2 separate regions of the Zea mays genome follow, and region 2 is linked to region 1. Evidence: chromatin contacts called from public Hi-C data. All regions are on one chromosome and are shown on one strand. Each heading gives the region's core, a stretch centred on a gene start, on an enhancer-like site or on the middle of the called end of the contact. The rest is flanking DNA. Distances are from core to core; before and after follow the strand shown.

What was found. A called contact is a pair of places that touch in the nucleus more often than the background predicts.
Region 2: a Hi-C map of tassel shows a contact between it and region 1, with 2.8 times the contacts expected there. The contact joins the promoter of LOC103632764 here to the promoter of LOC100280727 in region 1. A contact is called at or near these places in 2 of 25 Hi-C or Micro-C datasets (ear and tassel).

What each region holds. Positions count from the first base shown.
Region 1 is chr7:120,764,541-120,770,869 of Zm-B73-REFERENCE-NAM-5.0, forward strand. It overlaps LOC100280727 (ubiquitin-protein ligase/ zinc ion binding protein), which reads left to right and starts at 1,871. Exons shown (of 2, transcript NM_001411294.1): 1 at 1,871-2,101; 2 at 2,730-4,255. The coding sequence starts at 2,793. The coding sequence ends at 3,791.
Region 2 is chr7:121,021,950-121,028,945 of Zm-B73-REFERENCE-NAM-5.0, forward strand. It overlaps LOC103632764 (probable GMP synthase [glutamine-hydrolyzing]), which reads right to left and starts at 2,352. Exons shown (of 5, transcript XM_008654495.3): 1 at 1-2,352. It overlaps LOC103632765 (F-box/LRR-repeat protein 3-like), which reads left to right and starts at 3,201. Exons shown (of 3, transcript XM_008654497.3): 1 at 3,201-3,682; 2 at 4,201-4,311; 3 at 4,424-4,544. The coding sequence starts at 3,470. The coding sequence ends at 4,477. It overlaps LOC100272678, which reads right to left. Exons shown (of 5, transcript NM_001147135.2): 4 at 6,393-6,702; 5 at 5,837-6,075. The coding sequence ends at 6,054.

The DNA of each region.
Region 1 (6,329 bases), core at 621-3,120:
CTTTAACCTCATTTCCTCACCAAAATTGTGAATTAAGAGCAAAAGACAATGAAACACTAAGGGAAACTTTGAACAAAGTACAATGATATAATTATGCAGTGGAAGACTTTTTCTTTGTCCAGGTCCACCATTTCCCTTTCAATCCACCTTTGAGACTACATCAACACAACTCAAGAAAACATATTAGTCTCAAAGGGTTAAGTTGTAGCATATCCTCCCCCTAAAGATATGCATCAATGCATAAGGACTTGTGAGGTCCGAGGATGACATTCTACAACTTGAGCACCAAAATAAGCAATTAAGCACAATTAAGCTTAAGAGAACATGATCAAAGGCATAAAGACACATGTATGATATAGACCAATCCACGTTCCGCGAATCTAAGACATTAATCTCACTATGCAGCTCACAAAACCTTATTTCATGTAAAGGCTTGGTGAAGATATCAACTAGTTGGTGATCGGTGCTAATATGACAAATATCGATATCTCCTCTTTGCTAGTGGTCTCTCAAAAATTGATGTCGGATGTCTATGTGCTTAGTGCGGCTGTATTCAATGGGATTATCTGCCAAGCGGATTGCACTCTCATTATCACATAGGAGTGGGACTTTACTTAGATTGTAGCCAAAGTCTAAGAGGGTTTGCCTCATCCAAAGTAGTTACGTGCAACACTAGCCTGCAACAACATACTCAGGCTCGACGATGGATAGGGCAACATAATTTTGTTTCTTTGAGCTCCAAGATAGCAGGGACTTTCCCAGAAACTGACAAGTCCCCGATGTGCTCTTCCTATCAACTTTGCCCCCGTCATAATTGGGGTCTGAGTATCAAATCAAGTCAAAGGTAGACTCTTTAGGATACCAGAGCCCGAAGTGAGACGTATGGACTAAATATCGAAGAATTCGCTTCACGGCCACAAAATGACAATTCTTAGGGCCGAATTGAAATCTAGCACATATATATGCAAACGGAAAGCATAATCTCTGATCTACTTGCACATAAATAAAGCAAGGTATATATTTTGATCTACGGACTTACCTCACGTGTTGAGATCAAGTGTCCATTTGTTTCCATTGGAATCTTGTTGCGCTTCGCATCCATTCATCCCAAACTAAGAGATGTCTCGCATGTTATTTTTGTGCCATGCATTTTAGTTTCTACAGAGATTTATTGTAATTATGAGGGCATGTACAACTCATTTAATATAGGATCTCTTGAGGAATATTTATGGGCTAAATAAAAAAAGTATAAGAGACCGTCTTTTTACGAAGAGCACACATCTACTTGACTCTATGCATTTTGTCTCTTAACTAAATTTATGAAGTATGATATAGGGGCTTAGAATTGTACCATATAGTCTCTAGCGGTCTCTTAGAGCATGTGCAACAAGATGACTCAAAATAGTACTCAAAAAATTAAAATACTACATCATTTAAAATATCTAGTGTACTAAAAACAAATTGCGCTCCAACAGTTAAGCCCTAAATTAGAAGTAAAATACATTATTAGAAAAGAAAATGAATGGTGTAGAAAACAAAGATAGAGCACTAGATTGTGGTGTAGTATATTTAGGTCATTTCATGGTGTGCACTATATTTTTAATAAAAGATTGCAAAATAAATACTGGAGCTGATTTAAGTAACTTGTAGATGCTCTTGTACATTAAAAATCCATACAGAAAACTGTACATGCCCGGATAACTGGAAATAGTTTTATAATTTGGACTGTTTTTACTGTTGAAACTAGAAAGAGTTTCAGGATTAAACAGATGTTAAAAATTTTTTTTCGAGAGTACAGAATTAAAATAGGACGTTTCAAATTGCATTAAAGTGAGCTGTGACTCCTTGTATATCCCGAAAACCTCGGGAACAGGCGATCATCTTTTTACTGCTCTACGATCCCCTACGGGCTATGGCCCTATTTCTACCGCCACGCCCGTTCTTCTCCCCGCGTGTTCGAGTCCATCTTCTTGTGCCATCCAACCCCTCGTCCGTAGATCGATCGCTGCTACGCGCCTGCATGCTGACGGTTCGGCGCCGCTGATGCGATGAAGCTCTCGTAGCCCGACGTTAGCGAGAAGACGGGATCGCACAAGTACTGGTACGCACGCTTAACCCTCGGCCGGATCGTTCCGGCCCAAGTTTATCTATGAAGCCGCGATTTGGAGGGTAATTCGTGGTTCAAGCGAGTTTGTTTCAGGGAGTTACTGTGGCAAGCACTGGTGGTTGCTTTGCGTAGGGTGTGTGCTGGTCACGAGTTGGTGCGCGCTCGTTAAGCGTTCGATTATATGCCCGGAAGGAGCATGCCCGCTCTCTTTTCCGTTGTGTCTACCTCCCTCTAGCGGCTGAAGCCATGATTTTGATGGAAATCTGTGTGTAACAAAATAGTTGTGGTGGGTCAGTGCGCTGGGCTTCGGATGCGTGCAGAATGTATGAGGCATTCTTCGTCTTAGTCAATGCCTGCATGCAGCTTGCGGAGAGCACGAGTTTGATGATGTTCGTGCGAGGACTTCGTCCCATCTGCATTCTGCTCTTTGGCCGTTCTGTTCACTAGTTGTGCCGATAGAAGGGCGTCATATTAGAGTTGCTTCTTACTGAATCTTTACTTTCGTCTTTCATGCTGGTGGCCATCCTTTCTTTTTTGTTCAGTGTTAGTCGGCTCTGGTATTTTCTCACTCATTTGATTTTATGAATATAACCTTCCTTACTCTTGCATTTCCTTGGAATAGAGGTCTCGGCCAGGTGTCGATTTGGTTCAACCGAGGGAGCACCTGTGCATTGCTATAACAACAATGCTGGATCGGGTTGCCATGTCAGCTGAGGATTCTGCCCTGGCTGAAGATTTGCAGGTTGAAGAGGTTCTCCGGTTCTCAATTCAGTCGGGGAAGGCCTGTGCAGTTTGCAAAGAAGGCATCCGATCATTGGATGCCTCGTGGAAACCTGAAAATTGTGACCATGTCATCTGCATTGCCTGCTTCTGCCAGTATGCACCTGAGACTGAGGCCACTGGACTGCCCAGGTGCGCGGTGGCATCTTGTGATTCTTTGTGCAATACAGAGACACATCAGGGCACCAATGTGCCTCGGTGCACTTCGATCTCGATTGAAGACATGGACCGGAAAGGGAAGAAACCACTAGGTAGTAGTACAATTCAAGAGCTTGGTCAATGCTCTCGAGGTGCGAGCACAAATATCAGCAGTGAGTTATACTGTGCCATCTGCATGGAGACAGTGCACATCGGAGAGTCCTTTCCCGTGGATGGATGTACGCACACATTCTGCATCAGTTGTGTGAGCCAGTGCATTGCTGCGAAGGTTGAGGAGAATGTGCTGTCTATCGGCTGCCCTGCCCCGGGGTGCAAGGATGGTGTGTTGCACCCAGATGCATGCCGCGACGTGATCCCGGCGCAGCTGTTCCAGAGATGGGGTGCTGCGCTCTGTGACTCGTCATTGGGGTCACTCAAATTCTACTGCCCCTTCAAGGAATGCTCTGCTCTGTTGGTTGATGATCCTGGGCACGGTGAGGAGGTGATAACAAACGTGGAGTGCCCACACTGCTGCCGGATGTTCTGTGCCCAGTGCAAGGTTCCATGGCACGCCGGTGTCACTTGCGCGGAGTTCCAACGACTGGGGAAGGATGAGCGGGGCAGGGAGGACCTACTGCTGAGGAAGGTCGCGCAAGAGAGCAAGTGGCAGAGGTGCCCCAAGTGCAAGATATATGTGGAGAGGATCGAGGGCTGTGTATTCATCATCTGCAGGTACTCCTCACAAATAAAACATTCATTACACTGATCGCTGAGTACAAAATGATGATCATCTTCTTCTTTATTTACAGGTGCGGGCACTGCTTCTGCTACCTTTGTGCATCCCCAATGTCTAGGGACAACCATTGTTGCAAAACCTGCAACCGAACCTGGTGAATGACTTGAAACCGCCAAGCTCTACCTGAAGGAAAGAAACTCTCAATAACTAGTATTTATGTATTTATGTGTGAACTGCTAAGTTCTACCCGTAGAAAAGAAATCCTTAACTAGTAGTATGTGTTTAGATGATAAGTTGCTGTTATGACTGTTTCAGTTGGCACTGGCTTGTTGCACTAGTAGCAAATTGGTATTCCACGTTGATGTTCTACTTCTTGTTCTCGTGATCTCTCTCATCGCCATGTCTAACTGGTCCACGTTGATGTTAGCCTGTTCTAGCTTTTGTAACTCACTATTTTGTTTGTGCAATTGTACCAAATGAGTTTGGTCTAGAAAGGGAGAGATTTTGAGATTTCACGGTTCCTCTATCTAGGGGGAGAATTTGGTCTTTCGGGTTTCCTCTTATTCAAGAGGACGAGATATGTTGTTTGGAGCTGGTCTCTGGGAGAGATTTTTGGGAGTATTATGATAGGGGGAGGAGAATTGAGCTTTTTGGAGCTTTTGCTAGTTGTGTTGAGCCGTTTGACTCTTTCTGAAGGAACTACTTTTGATTTTAGCTTTTGTGCTGATCTTATGCTCTGAATTGGTTTTTTATGTTTTAATAAAGTTTTGTGTTCCGATGAGATTTTGGTTTTTGGCTAGTGGTCGTCGGATAAAAAACCAAGGAATTGGTCCATTTCGGCTTCGGTGGAGTGGATAGGCTCTATGTAAATACGGGTAGTTTAGAAGTGAGAATAACCATTTCTTTGCTGGCATTTGTTTAGAGCACTCATTATAGAGCTCCTAGTTTTCTCTCTAAATAGACACCAGTTGAGTTGAGGGATCCACAACAATTTTGTACTTCGATTGTGTTCTTGATCTTCAAGTTTAATCAGAGTAGGGTCGCCGGTTCGGCCAACAGGGCTCTTTGGCTTCAAATCTCAGTTTGTACCCTTGCTGAAATTTATGAAGTTTTATAGTCTTGGTTTCTCCCTTTCCGTGATCTTTTGTTTTTGGTGGAAAATATTTGATTCTTTTGAGAGGATTTGATTTGGGGATTGATTGGTGGTGTTGCACTTCTCGGACCACTGCATACACCTGTTTGTTGTAGATTTCGGTCACGATTTGAGAAAAACTCAGTTTGAACTCGTTCTAGAAAATCCCAACAAAACCCCAATTTCTGGCTGTATTTTTAAATCCGCGGTTGATTTACGAGTTCGATTGAGCTCAAAATTTAGGAAGATCTTGGAAACATATTTGCTCAAAGGTGTGTAAAATTTCATCTCAATCGGAATTCGTTTGATTCAGTTTTAGATTCAAGAACGAAATTTCGTATTGCTGAAAACATCATTAGTTGACGACACTGTTTTGGACCGTTTCGGGCTTTTCGGTGTTCGATTTATGATCCGTTTGTTTTGCTGGTCTCATGCGAGTATTAAAAACATTTTGTAATCATGAGATCACTCGTTCGCTAATGTGTTCATGGTTTGAGCACTTGCTTCATCTAAATTGAAGTGAAGTGTTCATTTTCAATGTTTGGAAACAAAATCTGATTGGCTCTCATTCACCCCCTCTGGTTGCCTTACCGGTCCTACATGTAGTTCAAAATTATATCTAAATTTTCAAACTAGATGATAGTTTGAAACTCAGAAGAATAAATAACAGAGAAGATTATCTCCTACACGAAACTATATATTTTTATAAAATATTTGAATTAAAGTAATCCTTAATAAAGATTATACTTTACTTTCTCCTAAAGTAAATAAGTTATTTTGAATAAATCTCTAAACTTGCCGCACATTTAAAATATATCCTTGAGATGAATTATGTGTGTGATGCATTTGCCCAAATAAATGAATAAATGATATAAAACTTTGCATTTGCATCCTATAGTTTTTTATTGTGCATACGAATTTAAAGTTGAAATTCAAACCACAAACAGAATTGTAGGTTTTAAAGTATAAAAAACAGAAAATTAGAAATTTGAACAGAAAAATGAGAAAGAAATTTAAATAGGGGCCATCCCACTCACTGGGCCAAAACTGCGCCGGCCCACCTCCTCTCTCACTCGCTTGGCCCACCCCATCTCCATTCTTTTTCTTTTTCTGGGGAGACTTACATGAGGACCTGCGTCGATCGTCTACTTCCTAAGTTCGAATAAAAATCCCGCTCGGGTTCTGCTCCTAGAATTCCACAGAGTATAATAGGAACCTCGAGCACCCATCTAATCCATTCAATCCATATGCAGCGAGCTCGTTGTGCACCGAAAACAGAAAAAGAGATGAGGGGATGTGTCCGCCGTTAATTATTCAACGAGCGGTCGAGATCGAATCCGGATGTCGGTTCGGGTGGGTGTAACATGTGTAGTCCGATTCGGATCGGGCGTGTGAGAGTCGATTTAGGCTATTTGAAATCTGGGGCATCGAATTTA
Region 2 (6,996 bases), core at 1,102-3,601, 260 kb after region 1:
AGTCTTATCATTCAAGGTCGTAAAATTAACATATATACTCCCTCTATCCTAAAATTTGTTTTAGAGTTTTAATGGATTCATATAATACTTGATGAATGTGTTATATATATAGTTTATTATCTTACATTTAAACATAGATATAATATTCAAAGGCTAAAAAGAATACTAATTTGGAATGGAGTGAGTATGATTTATCTTCATGATGTATATATAGAAGTAACATAAAATGCGAGTGTCTGTCGACGCAGCTACGTGTTCTTGCGCAAGGTGCTGTCGGTTTGGACATAGGATTATAGGAATAACCTACGAATATGATGTGTATCATTAGAAAGGTGAAAAGCGTCCTGTACATAGTACGATAAGCTAGTAAATGTATATGTGCTTATTTGGTGGTGTTGACCCTTCACTACCGGAATCTGAGGCTTTGCCGAGTGTTGTCTTCTTTGCCGAGTGTCTTTTGTCGGGCACTCGGCAAAGAAGGCTTTGCCGAGTGCCGCACTCGGTAAAGTTAGGCCCTCGGCAAAGAGTCTCTTTACCGAGTGCTGAACACTCGGCACAGGGCGGCACTCGGCAAAGAATGGTTTGCCGAGTGTCAAACACTCGGCAAAGGGGGCTCTCGGCAAAGGGCCGTCAGCGGCCGTCCCAGAGCTGACGGCCGTCAGTCTTTGCCGAGAGCCAACGGCTGGCACTCGGCAAAGAGGCTTCTTTGCCGAGTGCCACATAGTAGACACTCGGCAAAGCCCTCTTTGCCGAGTGTCATCTGTTGACACTCGGCAAAGTGTATTTTCATTTTTTAAATTTTGTCTTCCAAACTTTTTGTGGTATGTTACTACACTATGTAGACCTACATGTATCATTTGTAGACAATTATAACATAGTTTCCATAGTTAGTAGATTTAGTTCATTTATTTGAATTTATTCGGAAAATTCAAATTTGAACTGCAGGTCACTCGAAACTTGGAAAACCGTGCATGAAAAAATGATATTCATGTTACTTAGCATAAGTTACGACCGATTGCAGAAGCTTACCGGACACTTCGAGCAACATGCTCACTAAACATGGCCGTGAACTTGGCATCCACATGTTTAAAAATTATATAAAACACAAACAAAGTCAGAAAATCATGAAACTTGTCCACGTGTCATGATATCATATGTACATGCTGTGATAAAAATTTTATAATGTTTGGAGAAAGTTGTGAGACACTATGTGTAGAAATCTAAGAGATCCACATTGAAACTCTTTGATTCCACATAGTGTCTACACATAGTGCCAATTGGGACACTTGGCAAAGAGCCTGACATGGGGACCCTCCCTGGCGGGCTCTTTGCCGAGTGTCCAAACTGGCACTCGGCAAAGAAGGCGGCTTTGCCGAGTGCTGCCAGGAAGACACTCGGCAAAGATATCTTCGTTGCCGAGTGTCATCGTTGACACTCGGTAAAGCCGCTGTCTCCGTCAACCGACGCCGTAACGGTCGCTTTTCTTTGCCGAGTGCTCCCTGACATTCGGCAAAGATATTTGCCGAGTGTCCGAGAAAAAGTACTCGGCAAAGAAGTCTTTGCCGATGCACTGTTTGCCGAGCCTTCTTTGTCGAGCGTTACACTCGGGAAAACCTTTGCCGAGTGTTTTTCAGGCTTCGCCGAGTGCTTCAGGCACTCGGCGAAGCTATTGATTCCGGTAGTGCTTACCGGAAATGCCATAAAACGCATGATTTGTTTTGACCACCTACGTACCAGTGTTAGGGGTAACCCATGGGCACTTCACCGGCCTCGCCGACGTCGCGATGGATTCTCCGTTCCACATGCCCACCACCGGCGGCACCACCACCACCTGAGCAGTGGCTGCACCACCGCCTGGCACGATGACGCTGCCAGCAGGCTTCCTGGACGCCGCCGGCCGCGCGGAGGGAGGACCGGCAGAGGCAGCCGCCCTCCGCCGTGGAGGCCCCGCGGGGCGGCGACCGATCCTGCCCGTGGACGCCCGGCTGCAGAACGACTCGGTGGACGCCTCCGACGCGCACGAGACGCTGAGCGAAGACGACACTGCTGCTGCGCCATGGCGCAGCAGCGTGGACGCCGCCGCGGCGCCCCTTGTCGGGGACGGGGCCAACGACAACGTCGGTAGCAGCCTCCTCCTGGCCTTGTCGGCCGCCGCCGCGGGGGCGTTGTCCTCGCGCTGGGGTAGGAGGCTCCAGCTTGTCCCTGCCCAGCCTCCGGGCGGCGCCGGGCACGCGGGGAGCCGCCGCCGCCGGCATGGAGCGAGCGAGGTAGCCTACACCTAGCCGCGCTAGCGAGGCGAGGCGTCCGGCCTAAAGTGAGCTTGTGACGATGTCGTGAGCGAAAGCGATAGGCGATCGGATTCGGATGGGCGGGAGCAGGTGATGAGCCTGCCGGTTAAGTAGCGCGCGGTAGCGGCCGCATGCAGCGTGTTGTACTAGGAGGCTAGCAGCTAGCTAGCAGGTGGCGCCCGCGGCTGCCTGTCTTTTGTATTGGTATACGTGCCGTGCGTACGCGCGCCGCGGTGGGCGGGAAAGGAGAGGTGATGCGGACGCGCGCGGTAGGTGCCACGTCTATAGTGCTATACAAACCTCTGGTGCAGCTAATCATGCGGAGCGCCGGACCGCGCGCGATTAGCTCGTCAGGTCATCAGCAAACGCTGCAAGCATGGATCCCTGATCGATGAGATGCATGGTGCCCCGTGCATATGCATATGTTGTTGTTTCCTGACCCGGTCGGCCGGCCGGACTATATATATCTGTCACATGGGATTTAAGATCAAATTCAGACACGTCTTAAATATGTGTTATGATTAAATCTCACACATATAATAATTCATAGTACAGAAATCAATGCAACAACTTTATTATATAATAAAATTCCGTGCAAAAATAGCTAAGTAAATATATCATATGACGACAATGATCGTATGTAGTTGACTAGTAGACGACAGTCTTAGCGGTACATGTTCTTGTCCTGCTATGATTATAGCAATAGTAAGCTCACATACGTTCAGCGCTCAGCAAGTGTAGTGAATAATGTAAGGTTTATTGCTTTTAAATAATTGATCAAAATTTTATTAGCAATTATTAAGTATAAGTATATACAATCTTAATTAAATAATTAATCAAAATATTGAATAGATTGTACAATGGAATGCAAATAACATATTAAATTTAATCGACATCCGTGTCCCGTCGCGCGCCGCGTGGGAAGTGGGAACTCCGCCGAGAGGCGCTCCCGCGGGCGCTGCTCGCCTTCCCCGCGTTGTCCACGCTCGACCTCTCCGCGTGTGCGGGCCTCGACGACACCTCCCTCGCTGCAGCGCTGCCTGAGGAGTCGTCGCTGCTCGTCCGCCAGGTGTGCCTCGCGTGGGTCAGCGGCGTCAGCTGGTGCGGCCTAGAGGCACTCGTAGCGCGCATGCCGAGGCTCCGTCGACCTCTCGCACTGCGTCACAGTCGGCGACAGGGAGATGACCACCCTCATCGCGGCCACCAAGCTCAGGGAGATCGTCATGGACAAGTGCCTCGGCATCACCTATGTCAGGCTCACCAAGGTCTTCGTCGGATGCCCTGGGCTCCAGAGGCTCAACCTCAAGTGGCGGCACGAGATCTTCGACATCGGCGTCGACATGCTCGCCAAGAAGTGCCCCCAACTGCGTAGCCTCGACATCTCCTGCCTCAAGGTAGGGTGGCGCATCAATCTCAATTTTAGTTAGTAGCATCAGTAGGGCTGAGGGAGGTAAACTGAGATTGCCCTCATTGAATCAAATGATACTTTGTGCGTCTAAATTCAATAATCCACTAATTAAAAGGACTGAGGTGTTTTGTTTGTACAGGAAAACACAGTTTTAAATATAATGATTTACTTAAAACCGTGATATTTTTTGAGTTCTCAAAACCTCAGTTTTATTCTCTTATCTCTACATGTACTTTGTTTTTTTAATGTAACTAAACAGATCTCGATTTTAAACAATACTATGATTTTACTGTGGTAAAATAATACCGTGGTATTTATGTCATTTAGGGCTAGTTTGGTAACCACATTATCCCAAGTGATTTTCATTTTTCTAAGGGAAATTAGTTCATTTTCCCTTGGGAAAATAAGAATCCCTTAGGAAAATTGAGCTCCCAAACTAGCTCTTATAGTTATAAACTATGGTATCTTAAAACAACAGTATTTCAAGAGTGTATTTCCAAACAGACCCTTCATTTGCTGTTGCACGAAGAAACCACGGATCTGCTGCAGACGCCATCGCTGGACTCGCAGCCCAAGGCGGGGGACGCAACACAGCCTGCTGCTGCTGCCAAGAAGGTAAGAGATAAAAGCAGAAGTGCTCATGTCTTCTCGTCTTGTCCATGTTCATGGTTTTGTCGAGATAATCTATTCGTGTCGCTTGTTTGTGTTGTTCATTTATTTAAACCAGCAAGGTGTCGCGACGAGCCAGCCGTTGAGCGTGGTACGGATCTATGTAGTATAGTTTGGGAATTTTTGTATCTTGCTTCTGAAATTTCAAACAAGTTTACAAAAGCGCCAAGTTAATCGAACTCTCTGTTGATCACAGCTATAGAAAATATTAAATTTGTATAATATTTTAATATTTGTTCGACATCAGTTTATTCTATTTAAGTCGATGTATTTATTACAAAACTCGAAACTCGCCCTGTCCTGCCCTGGTGTGATCAATCTAGGAGCGGGGGGTGATTTGATAGCATCGTGGTTTTATTTTGATGGAACATTCGAAAGGAAGACGATCAAAGGACTTTCCAAAATGCATCTTCGCGACCTCTGCAGCTTGCTCTTCTGCATCAGGAAACCATCGATTTATTGAAGCCTACCTTGAGTCAAAATGTGTGGCAGTGTGGGGGACACACCTGACAAAGAAAGACCACCAGACCACGGTATATACCCAATATTCGCACTTCCATCGTCCTTAAATTGTATACGAGATCTAGAATACACTTCCTCTGTTCTAAATTATAGGACGTTTTGTCTTGTCTAGATACTCCCTCCGTTTCGTTTTAGTTGTCGCTGGATAGTACAAAATTAAACTATTCAGCGACAACTAAAAAGAAACGGAGGGAGTATATAGTAAAAGTTATTTATACCTGAAAAAATATACTAGCGCAGTATAATTTGGAACGGATGGAGCAGAACCATCCGGGTTCCAGTACACTAATTTCCGTGCAATTTCTGCAGTCCAAACCAGAGGGCGCGAGTGTGACTGATATGGTTTGACAAAATTGCACGCGGCAAACGTTGCTTCAAGCTTGGAACAGTACAGGTCAAAGCAACTACTGCTCGTCTTGTATGAGCAGAATCAATTAGGCTAACTTTTCCCATCAGCAGAATCAATTAGTTTAACCCTGTGCGTGTGAGTTTAATAATGGGGAATCTACACACTATCATGTCATACCCTAGTAGCCGTACAGATGCCATGGATTTTGTATGAAATTTCCAGGCGAACGGTTGGTGGTCGCACTGGAGGCCAAAGTGACGTCTTCATTATTCTCAATTCATTTGGCCGCACCAAACGTCGGGCGTTTTTCTTCTGTCCATACTCCGCACAATAGCATAGCCTAGTACTTTTGTTAGCCTCATATATTATTCTCAAGCGTGACAGAAACATCCCTACAGAAGGTGTAGAGCTGATACCAAAGGTTCCCTAATCTGCTCATGGATTCAAACTTGCATCGCTAGCATATGGCCCTTTTTTAGCTGTTGATTGATGCAAACTCAGGGTCCTGACCGTATGAACTAGAAGAACGTTGACGACTTTCAATTTCAAGTTGGTGTGCGATACCGATACGCAAGCGAGGAAGAACGAAAACCGACCATGTGTACAAGTAAAATGTCTCAACACAGGCAGCCTGGTACACTAGTATGTTTCAAGCGCTCCACAAGTTAAGTACACGCAACCAGTATTTTGGAAGATGTCACACATTCGGTTAAATCAGTTCACTTTGCGGCTGAAATGGCATCGCTAGAGCCGTCTCCACTCTCCACGAGTGCAAGCATGATAGACCAACGCATCCTGCTGAAGAACGACGGACTCTTCATAGCATTCTGAAATGGCACCTGCAAGGACCAGAAACCAACTTGGAGTTAACAAAGCCATCAGCCAGGGAACAATGATCATGTAGCTTGTTCAGGAGTAAACAAAAGAACTTGCCAGCCCCCGATTATTGCTTTAATTCCAGGTGCTGAGACATTAGCATCAAATGGTGAAATGACTAACTGGAAGACCTACCATGGCAATAAAATAAACACAGCCACAGCTAGATGACACACATCCATAAAAGTTCTTAAAAAGGGTTGTTCAGCTATGAAATTTTGTATTGACTAGAAAGGTAATAAAAGGATTGACGCTCACTACCCAGTATAGTAGAGCTTACCCCAGAAGTCCTCTTCCATGCCACTTCCTTGGTGTAATTGTTAAATTCACCGCTGATCCCTGGCGAATGATGACTAAAGATACTTGACTGTCCTCATTGGAAAGAGCTTCAGACATGAGCCTTTCCTGCAACTGATCACCAGCTTCCACATTCCCAAACTTTACAATCTCATCTCCAAGTTGCAAACCATCCACAGAAGCAGGAGAACCATCAGCGATTTCATCAATCATGGCAAAAGGAAGTCCAGTCACATGGTCCTCTTCCATAGGTTCACTTTGAGATGATCCAAAGTGTGAAGGATCTGTTGTATCTGCATGCAATCAAATATCATAAAGATCAGCGACTTAACCACATTTAGTTCAACACATATCTGGGCCTTCTTAGGTTAACTAAATGCATCGAGTATAACATATATTTTCGCATGAACAGAGCTTTACCATGATAAGAACATGGCTATTGCAAATACTAATATTTAAGATCATTGTTAACACTTGTTTTTTTATAAATATTGTCATAACTTCATCATTCTATATCTCTGGCCTTACTCCTTCAAAACCATACTCATATTGTTAATACTTTTTATTGACGATGCCACAAGTAGCAG